Linked DNA regions of Mus musculus: region 1 is linked to region 2. The links are chromatin contacts, called in public Hi-C maps. All regions are on one chromosome and are shown on one strand. The core of a region is the stretch at or near the end of the contact, and the rest is flanking DNA. Distances in the headings are between cores, read along the strand shown.

Region 1 (6,764 bases), core at 3,032-5,531, 230 kb after region 2:
GGCTCCCTAGCTCTGTCCACACATAGGTTCAATCCGATGATGTGATTAGGGACCCTGCTACTCTCAAGAACCATTCTGTAGCCTACTTATGATATTTTGGGTTCTATCTTAAACTGGAAGGATCTAGGCTATGCCTTCTGAAGGCTGAAGCTGAGGAGTTGGGTAGGTGGGGCTGGACAGTCTACAGAACATTGCACTAAGCACTGTGGAATAATGCTGGCTCGGGGCACCCTACCCCATCAGAAAAGAATAAAAGAATATCCCAGTATTCATATTTCCAGAAGAAAGAGCCTTCTTTTGCTTAGAATACCAATTCTAGAAGTGAAGAGAACAGTTCTGGGGCCGAATGCAGAGGGTGCAGGAGGTGGTCAGACTAGGCAGAAGGAAGGTAGGCCCTGGCATCTGGCAACCCCACACCACATCCCAGTTGTCTGAGGAGCTTAACTGATCTGCTGGGCCGTCACTGAGTCTCCCAGGGTGCATACCGTGCATGCAGTGCCAGCAGAAATCTTCAGCAGTTTGACCACCGGGGGGCCTATTAGGTGGCATTGCCCTCCAAGAGCTCCAGGCTGAAAGAGGCAACGTGTGACAGCTATGAACTTCAATTGGCCCCTGCAAAGCATGACTGACAAGGCTGAGGATGCACAGGTCCCTGCATCCGTGGAATCAGAGGTCCATCCCCCTTTTATCACTGAGGATGCAACCAGCACTCCCTCCCCAGCCTCCTCTTTGGAGAAGGAAATCATTCAGACGCCTCCCCATGAAGTTCACCTCATATGAATGACCCAGGTGCCTCCACAACTCATTGAATACAACAAAAGGAGACAAACTGGGACAAAGTGTTTCAGGAATAGAAGACAAAGATTGTATATTTTTCAAAAGAGGAAAGAAAGTGAAAGCTGAATAAGGGATTAGATAATACAAACTTTGGATCAACCTTGCCTTTTTCTGGAAGCTTCCCTAACGATGTTGCCTTAGCTGTTGGCTCCTCTTCTGCTCTGGGAACTCCTGAGCTTCTGTCAGGCAAGAAGCGAGCTAGCTTCTTCCTCAGTCTCACCCTGAACCCCTGTAAGTGTCTAGGCCCTGCTCGGACTGGCCAGCATTGACAGGAGGATGTGACTGGCTTAACATGGATTCCAGGCAAGAAGAGTGACAGGGTTCTTTGCCTGCCATGGCACTGGCGCCATGGAGAAGCCCCTACACTGCACTGTGGCTTCTCCCCACTGCCATATAGTGTCCGACAGATAGGAAAGGAACTTACCTGAGCCCCCCAGGCTCTAGCAGATGTTCTTTCTGGGTACAGCTCATCTAGCAGTGTGCTCAGCGTCCAGTCCCACCAGTCTTCTGTGCTGCTGAGGTCCCCCAAGGAGTGATTGGCCTTTCTTAATTCAAGAACAAAACAAAAAAGTATATATGAATTCTTAAGAACAATTCCAAGCAAGGGAAAAGTTGCCATTTTTTCCACCTCCACGTCTGTGGGAATTAGGCCAAAGGATCTGTAAGATGAGGTACAACCCCAGAATTCACTTTGCTCCTCAGCAACAGGCAAGAGAAACGGTGGGAAGCAATGTTCATTCATTCACTCAACAAACATTACTGGGCAAGTACTAAGTACCAGGCATTCTTGTAGACACTGGGAAACAAGACCAGATCCCTGTCCTGTGGGGAAACAAAGAAACTGTATATAGCTGAATATGCAGCCTACAATAACAGTTACAACTGATGATCTTTTAACTCTACCGTGGTCAAAATTACACCCGCCAACACTTGAGCTTTTCACTTGTAGCTCAGTATCCAATTCTAGGAGATGTTCAACACTTGATTACAAGGTAGGCTTTGCCTTAGGTCACCAAGTGAGAGTGGATGGAATGTTCTGAGCACTTTTGGTTAGCTGAGCATTAGGTCACTTGAGCCAGTGCACAGCAGCCAGAAAGCCTGGGACAGGCATCTCTTGACTTCATGTTCAGGGATACAACCTCAGAAGCTGGCAAGAGGATGCTTCGTGCCAGATAGTCTCTGCCCAGGTGTGGGGCAGGGACTCCTTAAGGGCTGTAATAACTTACAACCATGTAAGAAAGGTAGATAGACAGTCTAATCCAAAAGGAACCAAGGGCAAGGAAAAGCCTTCAAAATATGTTAATGGGGAAACAAATACTCTGATCAGCAATTTATATACACTGAACGTACACACATCCATCATCTCCCTCCTTAACCTGTGTAAGCAATAGCCCAGGAGCTATCAAGCTGACTTATTTTAGTTCCTTCTTCCTCCCTCCCTCCCTCCCTCCCTCCCTCCCTCCCTCCCTCCCTCCCTCCCTCCCTCCTCCTTTTCTTCTAGATTTCTATGTGTGTGTGTGTGTGTGTGTGTGTGTGTGTGTGTGTGTGTGTGTGTGTGATATGTATGCAGGTAACTGCAAACACCAAAAGAGAGAACTGGCCCTTCTAGAGCTGGGGTTGCAGGCAGTTAGTTATGAGCTGCTGGGCATGGGTGCTGGGAACTGAACTTGGGTCCTCTAGAAGAGCACTGTGCACGCTTAACCACAGAGCTTCTCCAGCCCCAGGTCCCTTTCCTTGAGTAGAGTTTGTCTCCTACCCATCCACTTATGTGTGTTGTCGTTGTTATTGTTATGGAGCTTAATCTACTGACTGCTCATTCTTAATTCCATACTTTTCTGAAAACTTGGCCAATCTTGTCAAATCCTAAGCAAGTGGGAGAGCTGCAGGGGACATCTAGAGGCTCTGATGGAGAAACAGCATTTCTTGGAAAGGAGGCAGAGTCAGCGTGAGAGGCACAAATACAGCTGGTAAAACCCTGAAAATATTCACAGCCCCAGGGAGAAAGCACTGTCCAAAGACACAGAGGGAGGGAGGCAGGGAGGAACATCGGCAGACAAGCTTACTGCACACCTGCCGCTAGGTAAGGCCCATATCTGTTTGAAAAAACAAGCTAGCATATGTTTAATGTCTATACTGAGTTCCCATAACACTTAAAATTGCTTTTAAAAATTTATTTATTTTTTATGTGTATGGGTGTTTTCTTTTTATGCACTTCTGTGTATCATGTGTGTGCCTGGTACCTTCAGAGGGCAGAAGAGGGCATTGGATCCCCTCGGACTACAGTTACAAATTGTTATGAGCAGCTCTATGGGTGTAAGAAACAGAAGCAGAGTTCTCTGGAGGAGCAGCCAGTATCCTTCACCACTGAACCATCTCTCCACACATACACACACACAAACACACCCCCACACCCACAGTAGATTTTGAGGTACTGGGGCATCAACCCAAGGTGTCTTTGCCCACATTAAGCATGTGATCTGCCAGTGAACTGCACCCTTGGCCCAAGCTTGCAGAATTTAGAGAAATGTTATCACTTGCCATACTTGCTCCCCGTTGGGACCACATTAATGAAGCTGTCAAGAAACACCTGCTGCTACCCAGAGCTCACACATCCCCACACAAAGGAACCATCGTGCTCCTTCATGGCACACTGGAGAGCAAGAGGTGAACCAAAGGATCCAACCATAGCCTGGTCCTGTGTGCACTAATTACAGCAATTATATCAAATGGGCCCACAGCTCCAGTCCAGCGAGAAGACCACTGGGATGGAGCAAGGATTTTGCCTCACCTCACTTGTGGCTCAGTTAAGTTTTGTTGACTTGAGATTTCATGAAGACTTTGAGTTCAGAAGTACTTCAAACACAAATTAAATGTGACACAATCTGATATTAGAGTAATTTTTTTGAAGACAGAAATCTAGAATCTTACTTATCCTAACTTTATAGAGGATGCTGCAGCAGCCAGGAGCAAAGGGCTGCCAGCCACAGGGAGCCAAGAGAGCACCCCTTGGATTCCATCGGATTCACTTTTCCTAGGCTTGCCCTGCCCCCAGAATGCTACAAATAACAGCCCCTAGGGACTTGTTGATTTTAAGGATTAGGACTGGGGGGATGGGTGAGGCAGAGAGGGTCCACTTTAAACATTCCATTTTGAACTATGACATATAAATATGGCAGTGAGGTCTCTATCCTTGTGGGAAACATGAGGCTCTAAGCCCACCTGGGTCAACATTTGGGAGGGTTACCTGAGTGTACCAGGTCCAAGAGTACAGGAATTTTACAGATGTTATCTCAGCTGGAATATTTGACAATCGAGAGGCATATGAGAAATGTCAAAGAAAAAGGAATTCGTGAAATGTGAGATAAAAATAAACTAGCCAAATCAGTGGTTTTTGTGTTTTGATTTCCATGTCTAAAAAAGGCCCCACATGGTCTCTTTGTTTTGCTCACAGCGCCCCCTCCTGGCATAATCTACGCACCTGTTCATACAGAAGAACTAAGTTGTCCAAGTAGAAGCTAACTGTGGCGTTGGAAAATGGGACTCAGAAACTACCATGTAGCTTCCCTAGAGCTTTAGCAGTCCTGGGATTATTGAGTCATGGCAAGTTCAAGTACTGGGGCTTCCAGGCAGTACCTTGCTAAAAAGTAATAAGAATAAAGGGAATGACATCTGGGAGTCACCATCTAGCAGGGTGCCTGTGTTCCTCTGCCTTACAGAATCTAAAAATATGTCCCTAAAGCAAAAAGGTGAGATGAATTGTTCAAAGGCAACACATTCATAAAAATGCTACAGAAATGAGTATTAAAATATTCCTTACAGAAGAGAAAGGAAACCCTGGAGTGTGTAGAGTTGTTCTGTCAGTAGAAAGTAAGCAATGATAATCCATATCGCCAGAGTCACACTGCCTTGAAGAAACTGCCCAGTTGGTAACTTTCACTGACTAAGGAATGTTCTAAATGTATCCACTCGTTTCATTGGGCATCCGAATCTCAGAGGTGTCAGGACCCCAAAAAGGTACCCATGTGTCAGATGAATGGGAGTGGGCCTTTGCCTTAAACTGCTCCCTTGGTCAGTGTTTCTTTATAATGCAAATCCTGCTGCAATTAAAAGTAGGAAATAAAAACAATGAACACTTGAATGCTTGGCAGAGAAGCACAGTTTGAAATTGGGTATCAGGAATCATGAATTGTGACTGTAGCCTTTGGTTAAAGAACACTGATATTTTTCTGCAAAATAGATGATATGACTTTCTCAGGCCTAGAACTTCTTTCACTTTTGACCCCAAATGAGATGCCAAGCACCTGCCAAAGTCTGCAAATGGAGCCCTCCGTTAACATGGGTAATTAGACAGCCTTTCACAGACTTCAGACACAGGCTTTGATGAAGACCTTTCTCTGGGCACAGTCTTGGATAGGTGAAATTGACAGGAGGTGTGGGTAGATCGTCTGTAGGGCGCCCCCTTCTGGAACACAGTGAAGGAAACTGATTCTGGAACCCAGAGCCTGAAGTCTTTGAACATGGGTGTAATGACCATGAATTAGTGCAACACTCCCCAGATCTGCAAGAGCCCCCCAATCCTCCTACCTTGTAAATGCTTTCCTGATGGCATGATTGAGAGAAATTTCACCTGGGCAGAATCTCCCATATGCTATAAACAAAAGCAGCAGTAGCATGATGCTGTGTGTGGTCATGTCTCTGCGAAGAGAGATTAAAGAATTAGCATCCTTAGAGATCCCGTGTGTTCACATTTCCCTCATGGAAAGTATTTTAGGGAGCCGGGCATCTATGTCCCGGTTCGGATGTATTTGTAGAAAGGCACGAGATGGGTTAAATGCTGTGTTTATTCTTTGTACTTTCAAAAGACTCTTTCTTAGTTTTTATTAGTTCTTTGAAAACTGCACAAAAGTACTTTGATCACATTCACCTCCTCACCCAGCTCCTTCTAGACCCACCCACTTGCCCTACTCATTCAAGTTTGTGTCTTTATTGTTTTCTTTTTAACCATTCAAGTATAATTCGTGCTGCCCTTATGCTCTGCAATATGTGGCCTTCCACTAGAGCTTGGTCAACCTACTCTGGGCATACCCTTAAGGAAAACTGTCTCTCTCCCACCACCTATCAATCGCCAATAGTTTCTTAGCTTGGGATGGGATTTCAACACCTCTGTGTTGGTTTTGCTCTTTTATGTTATCAACCTCCAGCTTTCCCACCCCATTTTGAAAAGCCTATTCACTTGTACATCGAATTGTCTTAACGTTTTTGCCAATAAAACTGCTTGGGCCTATTTATTGGCTGCTTCTGGTCTCTCCCTTCTGTTCCATTGATTTAGGTGTCTATTTCATTCATCTGTGATTTACTCTCCACATTGAAGAGTCCTGGATTTTGGTATTTCTGAGCTAGAATCCATGTTATCTTTCTCAGACTGTAAACAATTCTCTTTGAGGACAGCAGCAATGACAAAACTAGACAACCATGTAATTGCTTGTGTGTCCTATCCCACAGTGGGTCATTAATCTGAAGAATGACAGACACCTGCTATACACTGATGTAGGCACTGGTGCGTTCCCACTGCTTTCAGGCTACATTTCAACCTTTGAGGATTGTTTCTTAACTCTCCTGACTGTTTTATGCATTTCCCATTGAGCTTACACCACAGCAGCTGAGTCTTTCGCTGTGCTCGAGTGGAGTGTTGCATCTTACTTGATTTACGAAGGATAAGGGCTCTTGGTGCTTAAGGTTACCATTAGCTACTTTTCTAAATTCTCTCACTGCCTCTTTATTTGTTTGTTTTTCTTTCTTTCTTTTGTGGGACCTTCCCAGACTTTTACTAATGACATCTACATAAAGAGTTAGCTTTGTCCCATTCTGAGCCTGTTGTCTCTAGCTGTGTTTTTGGTTGTCCACCTTGGTGTGGACACTGCTTGTGG
Region 2 (6,806 bases), core at 2,513-5,012:
ACAGCAACCTAATACAACGTGTGGGCTCTGCACACTCGAGAGGCCACCCAGAGCTACCATTAAGAGGCAGGCGCTTCCAAATGAGGCAGCTCATGTCTGTGATCCCAGCAGTAGGAAGACTGAGGCGTGGCTCGAGCCTTCCACACAGAGGCAAACATCAGAAGATGGTTCTTTTGGTTTGGTTTGGTTTGGTTTGGTTTGGTTTGGTTTGGTTTGGTTTTGGTTTTGGTTTTTCGAGACAGGGTTTCTCTGTATAGCCCTGGCTGTCCTGGAACTTACTTTGTAGACCAGGCTGGCCTCAAACTCAGAAACCCGCCTGCCTCTGCCTCTGCCTCTGCCTCCGGAGTGCTGGGATTAAAGGTGTGCGCCACCACTCCCAGCCTTAAGATGGTTCTTTATTACAGGCATACCTGAATCTGCCAGAAGTTACTTAAAAGAATACACCATCCAGAAAACGCCTATTTTTTATTATAGTTGTAAATTCCGTGAATGGGACACGCCTTCCGGCTAGTGACAACAAAATGGTCTGTCTCAGCCTTAGGGAGCGTCAACAGTCATAGCCAAGGACTCTGGGCCAAGGTCCAGAACCTTGAAACCAGGGACTTGCCCACAGTCCCTTCAGCAGGCTGCAGGGCTCCCATCCATTCTCTGGCCTCCCCCTGACCGCTCAGCCAGGCTCCCAGCTGGGCTCTAGCCTCTCAGTTCCCTCCACTCTGAGCCATGGGCTCTCTTTCTGACTTAGTGCTCTTTCCTTTTCTCTTTTGTAACTGATAATGACTGCTTTTTCTGGGCTCAGCTGAAGAGCCACCTCCCACCTGCTCCCTACCCCCAGTGGTTAATCATCTCCCATCCCTGAGTGGGCTTCACAGCAGAGGAACCCACTCTTCATTTGGTCATCTGTCCCCTGCAGCAGTGCTCCATAGGCTCATGCCACACAGGCACAGTGTAGTGTGGGTACGGACAAGAAAAGGCCCTTCACTGTTCTGCTCCTTGGCCAGCAACGCTGCTCACTCACGTGTGTGGAGCCACATACTTCTAACCACCCAAATCACCTCTTAGGCAAGCTGTGGGCAAACGATCCAAGAGGTCTGGGAAAACCCAGAAGCCATGATAGGCAGCCAAATCTTCTCATGGCTGATTCCCATCTAATGCTTGAGTGGCAGACTCATCACCCCTACTCTGCAAACGACAGTGCGAGACAACCTTCTCTCCAGCCTCCTGCTTTCCACTCCTTGGTACTTCCCACTGCCCAGATTAGGATACAATCCCAAGCCACTGGCAACTCCTTGGCTTCTGACTACACCTGATCTCTAGGAACAAAACAACATTCTTTTTTTTTTTTTTTTTTAAGATTTATTTGAGTATACTGGAGCTGTCTTCAAACACACCAGAAGAGGGCATCAGATCCCATTACTGATGGTTAAGAGTCACCATGTGGTTGCTCAGGACCTCTGGAAGAACATCCAGTGCTCTTAACCGCTGAGCCATCTCTCCAGCCTAGCCTTCTTTTTACAAAGGGGTTAGGGGAGGCTAGACAACCAAGGGAGACATCAGCACGGTGACCATCAGAGAGAGAGGTTAGGTGATATCCAAGTATTGAAAACTCAGATTATCTGGATGGTGGTGGCGCACACCTTTGATCCCAGAACTTGGTAGGCAGAGACGGGCAGACCTCTGTGAGTTCGAGGCCAACCTCATCTACAGAGCTAGTTCTAGGATACCCAGGGCTACACAGTGAAACCCTGTCTTGAAAAACCAAAACAGAAAAAGAAGAAAAAGAAAAAGCAAACTCAGGCTGAACTGGCAAGTGCCCCGGAAGGAGCAGCATGTTCTCATGTCAGATCGGTGGTTCTCTTGGAAGGTTGTCACTGTAGCTTGGAAGTTTTTCACTCATTCATGTGTGCGCTCACTCACCTGCAGAGTCACTTGCTGAGAAACCCATGAGCACACCGAATTACTAGGGAACAACAGTGTCCACACAGGACACAAGACCTCAGCGAGTGAGCTGAGCCTTGGAAGAGGTGGACATTTTCCAGGCAAGAAAGGAAGTGAGGATGGGTTTTGGTGAGTAGCCTGACATAGTGGCTATTGTGCAGCTAAGCTGGAGGTAGTAGACAGGGTGCAAGAGAGAGGTTGGGAAGCTAAACAGGATGACAGCAAGCAGTGACAGGGAGGGACCCCAACTAAGTCAGGCTGGACCCCAAGTTATGTGGAGGTTTTAGCAGGGGCTACACTAGGAGCACTATGAAGATAAAAGGGCCCTTCACTGGGAGAGCATCTGTAGCCATGGAGAACATCTGTAGCCATGGAGAGCATCTGTAACCATGGAGAGCAGTCTGGAGTGTGTCCCCGGGTGGAGTTAAGTCTAGGGAAGAGAAGCAACAGAGTGACCTCTGGCAACACTAGGCCTAGAAATACTGTAAACTGTAAACAGGGAAGGGACTTGTAACGAGAACCTGGACACCTACAAGAGGACTAACCCCGGGGCTTCCTGTTTGATTTGGAGGAATAGGGAGAGCATTCTCAGGGACTCAGACACACTGGAGCAGCAGCAGATCTCACCTCCTGGCGTAGGCACAGCCAGAAGTGAAAGTAATACAGACAGACTTTATCAGCTCTGTCCACGGGGCTCGGGGTTGGAGAAACAGAACCCCCGTGTCAAGGTCACACCCACAGGAATGACAGAAGAGCACACCACAAGGACATGGGAGACAGCCTGAAGTGACGCCAAACCTCAGAGGACTCCAGTGGAAAATAAACAGTGAAGGTTCCGCATCGCAAACCACCGGCAATGGAGTCCTTGAATCTCCACTGTAACAAGTAACACAGTCATAGTCGGTGTGGGGTCAGCACTCGCCACCTGGCAGAACAGGGAAGGACTGAGCAGATCAACAGAGATGTGCCCAGAGGGCAGGGCTATACAGAGTTTGCAAGTGAAGGTTGAGCCAGTTTCCACTCCTCCTGTGGAGGCCACTGTGGGGTCACCCGCAAAGACAGACAACCTCTAGCACCTATCTCCTTGGAGAATAGGGAACCCCACAGCACCTTCATCATGAAAGGAGGAGAGTAAATCATAAATCTAAAATTGAGAAGGTGGTAGACCACATGTCAATCAGGAGGTCAAGATGACTGTGGCCTTGGAACAGGCAAGCATTTGCTGGTGCAAACAAGAAGCCAATGGCAGCTCTTATCTGCAGAAATCTCTAAGCCTGGTTTTCTTTCCTTGTCCCAAGGCCCTTGCATCCGGGTCTTGCACAAGCACAGGCCTGGGCCAAACCCTCTCTCGGAACACCTTCCTGCTTCCCCATTTCCCTGTGTATTCAGGTTATGCTCCATCTCTCCTTTTCTCACCCACAAAGGAACAAGTGTGCCTCCCTGCCACGGTATTGGCCACACGTCAGGATGCCCAAGCGCCCTGGAGTCCTGGGAAGGTTCCAGAGCCATGACCTCAGGAAGCAATCCCTGAGCCCCTGACCTCAAGATGATATGGTTGTCTACCAGTCTACCAACAGGTCTTCACTGGCCAGAGTTCAAGATGGTAGCCAAGGCAATAGGTTAAAGCCAACTGTCAATCTGGGACAGCCACATCTGGGGGCTTTTTGTCAACAAGCGATGGTGTGACTTCTGAAACTGTAGCAGGGTGTTTACCAGTGCTGAGGAAGCGGGCTCCACTTCCCCTGTTTTCCACCATCATGTTAGTCCTTCCCGCTGACTTAGGGAAGTAAGGAAAAGCTGTTCTTCCTGCAAATCTCACCCCCTGCCGTGAGCTTCCTCCTCCTCCGTCAGACAGCAACTGTCCACAATGACACACAATATGAAGCCTCTCTCCCTCTGTTCCTATGCAGTCGGTTCTTCCTCAGCCAGCTACAGAGATCTGGCCCTCCTCTTGGAGACACAGGCCAGTCCTTTCAGGCCTTCCAGCAGTCCTAACCTCAACCTAGCCCCACCTAGATAACACAACCCTCCCACAAATCAAATCCGATCAAATCAGCAAACAAATCCGTCTCAAGGCACACACCCTTAATCCACTACTCAGGAACCCTGGAGGCAGAAGTTGGTAGATCTCTGTGAGTTCAAGGACATCCTGGTCAACATAGCCAGCCAGGGTACCATAATGAGATCCTGTCCAAAAGAGAGCGGAAGGAAGGAAGGAAGGAAGGAGGGAGGGAGGGAGGGAGGGAGGGAGGGAGGGAGGGAGGGAGGGAGGGAGAGGGAAAGGCCCAGTCAGTAAGCTCCAACCTAAGGACCTTACTACATGCTGCTGTCCCCTCCCAAGTGCATAACAGCCCTGCTGAAGAGAAAGGAGCCCACCATAGTCACAATGTCTTTGTCTCCTCCAAAAGCCTCCATTCATATCCTCATGTTCAAAGCAGTGGTATAAGGCAAAGCCTGGGCAGGTGAGTGGGTCACGAGCTCATATAAACAATCCCAGAAAGGACTAGGCAGCCTACCTCAAGAGAGGACACAAAGCCAGGCGGCCCAGTCTGGCAAACTTTCTTTTTTTAAGCTTATTTGTATTTTTCTATATTTTTTTTTTATTTTATGAGTATATGTGTTTGCCCGCATGTCGACATACAGCTTGTGTCTCTGGTGTCCTTGGGAGTCCAGTGGTGTCATACTCCCTGAGACTGGCATTATAGACACTGTGAGCTGCTCTGGAGGCGCTGGGAATCAAACTCCAGTCCTCTGGAAGGGCAGCCAGTGCTTCTGACTGCTGAGCCATCTCTCCAGCCTTTCTAAAGACAAGACTGTTGTGCTCAGGCCACCCTCCTATGGCATTCTGACCAGAGGCCCAGACAAACACAGTCTCGCCCTCCCCAGTGAGAAAGTAGCTATAGGAAAAGGGGCGGGGGGGGGGGGGGTTCCGGAAGCAGAAATACCCAATTATTAAATACAATAAACGCATGGCAAATTTTCTGTGTATTCTGAACCAACAAAAAAAAAGAAATCTCTGTTCCCAAAGAGCGCTCAGTGAGCTATCTGGGGTGACAAACCTCCAATCCCAGGGAACCAGGACACACAACCCCTGGAGAGGGAGAAAGAAAATACATGGGAATCCCACCCACCCTCAACCCCTCAGCAAAACCACAATGACATGTTTAATGGCACATTCTCCATGATGGGCAGAGGCTAGCTAAGCTTTAACCCCTGGCGACCCCTTTACACCAGAGCTGTGTATTTAGGTGTATAAAATTTACAAATCAAACATTTAACAATAATAAACCACTAAAACATTTATTCTGAAGCAATTCATTGGCATGCAAGCAAATTTGTATACCAATGAGGTGGTTACGTTTGCTTAGTTTTACACAAAGCACTAACTCTTGGCTGAATAATCAATACTGCTGAACACAGAACATCTTCAACATTTTTCAAAATTAATTGACTTTTTGGTTGTATAATCATCAGTACCATTCAAACCCCAACCCAAAAATTCACTTAGTTTAATTTTAATTTTGATTTTTCTGAACAGAGTCTCATTATGCAGTGCTGGCTAGCCTCGAACTCACAAAGCCCCACCTGCCTGCCTCTGCCTTCCCAGTGCTGGGCTTACAGGCATGCATCACTACACTTGGCCTTTGTTTAACAATTATTTATAAAACTCAAGCCAGCAACCCAAACAACAGCTTTAAAATAAAATGTTCTGAAGCTCAGTGCAGCGGTTAAGAGCACTGGCTGCTCTCAGTTTTGATTTCCAGCACCTACATGCTGCTTCACAATCGTCTATTACCCTAATCCCTGGGGAGCCAACACCCTCTTTTGGCCTCCAAAGGCAATAGATACAAACATGATGCATGGCCAAAACACCCATATACACAATTTGAAAAAAAGATGTTCTAACACAATATAATGTAAAATATGCTAATTTGCTGAAAGAAAATGACACAGACATGTTAAATCTTTGTTTTCGATAATTAGACCATTATGTTTCTATAAAAGCAGAAAACAGTGTTACGCTAAAAACACTGACACTCATGAACAGTCTGGAATCTGCACTGTTTCAGGCTGTGCTGTGTTCACTGGCAGTGCACTGCAAGACAGCATGTGCGGTGTGAAGTGTGCACACTGCTTTCGGAGCCAAGGACAAAGAGTAGCTGGGTGACCCAAGCAAGCGTGGCAGTAAACAGTTCACACTCACTAAGCTTTTGAGCTTGGGTTCATTTGATCATTGCACATTTAAAAACCTTTACTGTTGCCAAATGTTCTCCTGTGTCCCACACTGACTTATACAGACAGCTCCTGCAGAATCATGACCCACACTTAAAAAGCAGCATTCTAAACTGGATGTGGCACCCTTTAATCCCAGCACTCAAGAGACAGAGGCAGGCAGATTTCTGAGTTCGAGGCCAGCCTGGTCTACAGAGTGAGTTCCAGGACAGCCAGGGCTATACAGAGAAACCCTGTCTCTAAAAGCCAAAAGAGAGGGGGGGGGCGCAGGGGGAGGCAGGACAATTTCTTAAAAAATCGAAGGCCAGGGGCTGGGTAAGCTTCCCAGCCGGTAAGAGCACTGACTGCTCTTCGGAAGATCCTGAGTGCAAATCCCAGCAACCACCCATAATGAGATCTGACGCTCTCTTCTGGTGCACCTGAAGTCAGCTACAGTGTATTTATGTATAATAATAAATCTTTGGGCCGGAGCAAGCAGGAACTGAGCAAGCGGGGTTGACTGGAGCAAACAGAGGTCCTAAAAATTCAATTCCGAACAACCACATGAAAGCTCACAACCATCTGTACAGCTACAGTGTACTCACATACATAAAATAAATAAATAAATCTTTAAAAAAAAAAAAAAGAAAAAGAATTGA

Evidence for each region. A called contact is a pair of places that touch in the nucleus more often than the background predicts.
Region 1: a Hi-C map of bone marrow-derived macrophages shows a contact between it and region 2, with 39 read pairs. The contact joins two enhancer-like sites. A contact is called at or near these places in 2 of 15 datasets of contacts at CTCF or cohesin (large pre-B cells and pro-B cells), 9 of 484 Hi-C or Micro-C datasets (the HL-1 cell line, bone marrow-derived macrophages, embryonic stem cells and 3 more), 21 of 115 datasets of contacts at active chromatin or transcription factors (astrocytes, bone marrow-derived macrophages, craniofacial prominence and 9 more) and 1 of 9 other capture datasets (embryonic stem cells).

Annotation. Positions count from the first base shown.
Region 1 is chr11:8,855,775-8,862,538 of GRCm38.p6, forward strand. It overlaps Pkd1l1 (polycystic kidney disease protein 1-like 1), which reads right to left. Exons shown (of 52, transcript XM_017314870.1): 41 at 5,422-5,532; 42 at 1,262-1,382; 43 at 486-569. Among named protein-coding and RNA genes, the nearest start is that of Gm36772, 60 kb to the left of the region's middle. Within about 2 kb of position 4,282, at least 16 of the 459 cell types and tissues checked have an H3K27ac peak or open chromatin away from gene starts, as enhancers often do. A contact at or near this core is called in bone marrow-derived macrophages, where this site is marked.
Region 2 is chr11:8,626,304-8,633,109 of GRCm38.p6, forward strand. The region is part of intron 1 of Tns3 (tensin 3); the gene reads right to left. Among named protein-coding and RNA genes, the nearest start is that of Tns3, 35 kb to the right of the region's middle. Within about 2 kb of position 3,763, at least 63 of the 459 cell types and tissues checked have an H3K27ac peak or open chromatin away from gene starts, as enhancers often do. A contact at or near this core is called in bone marrow-derived macrophages, where this site is marked.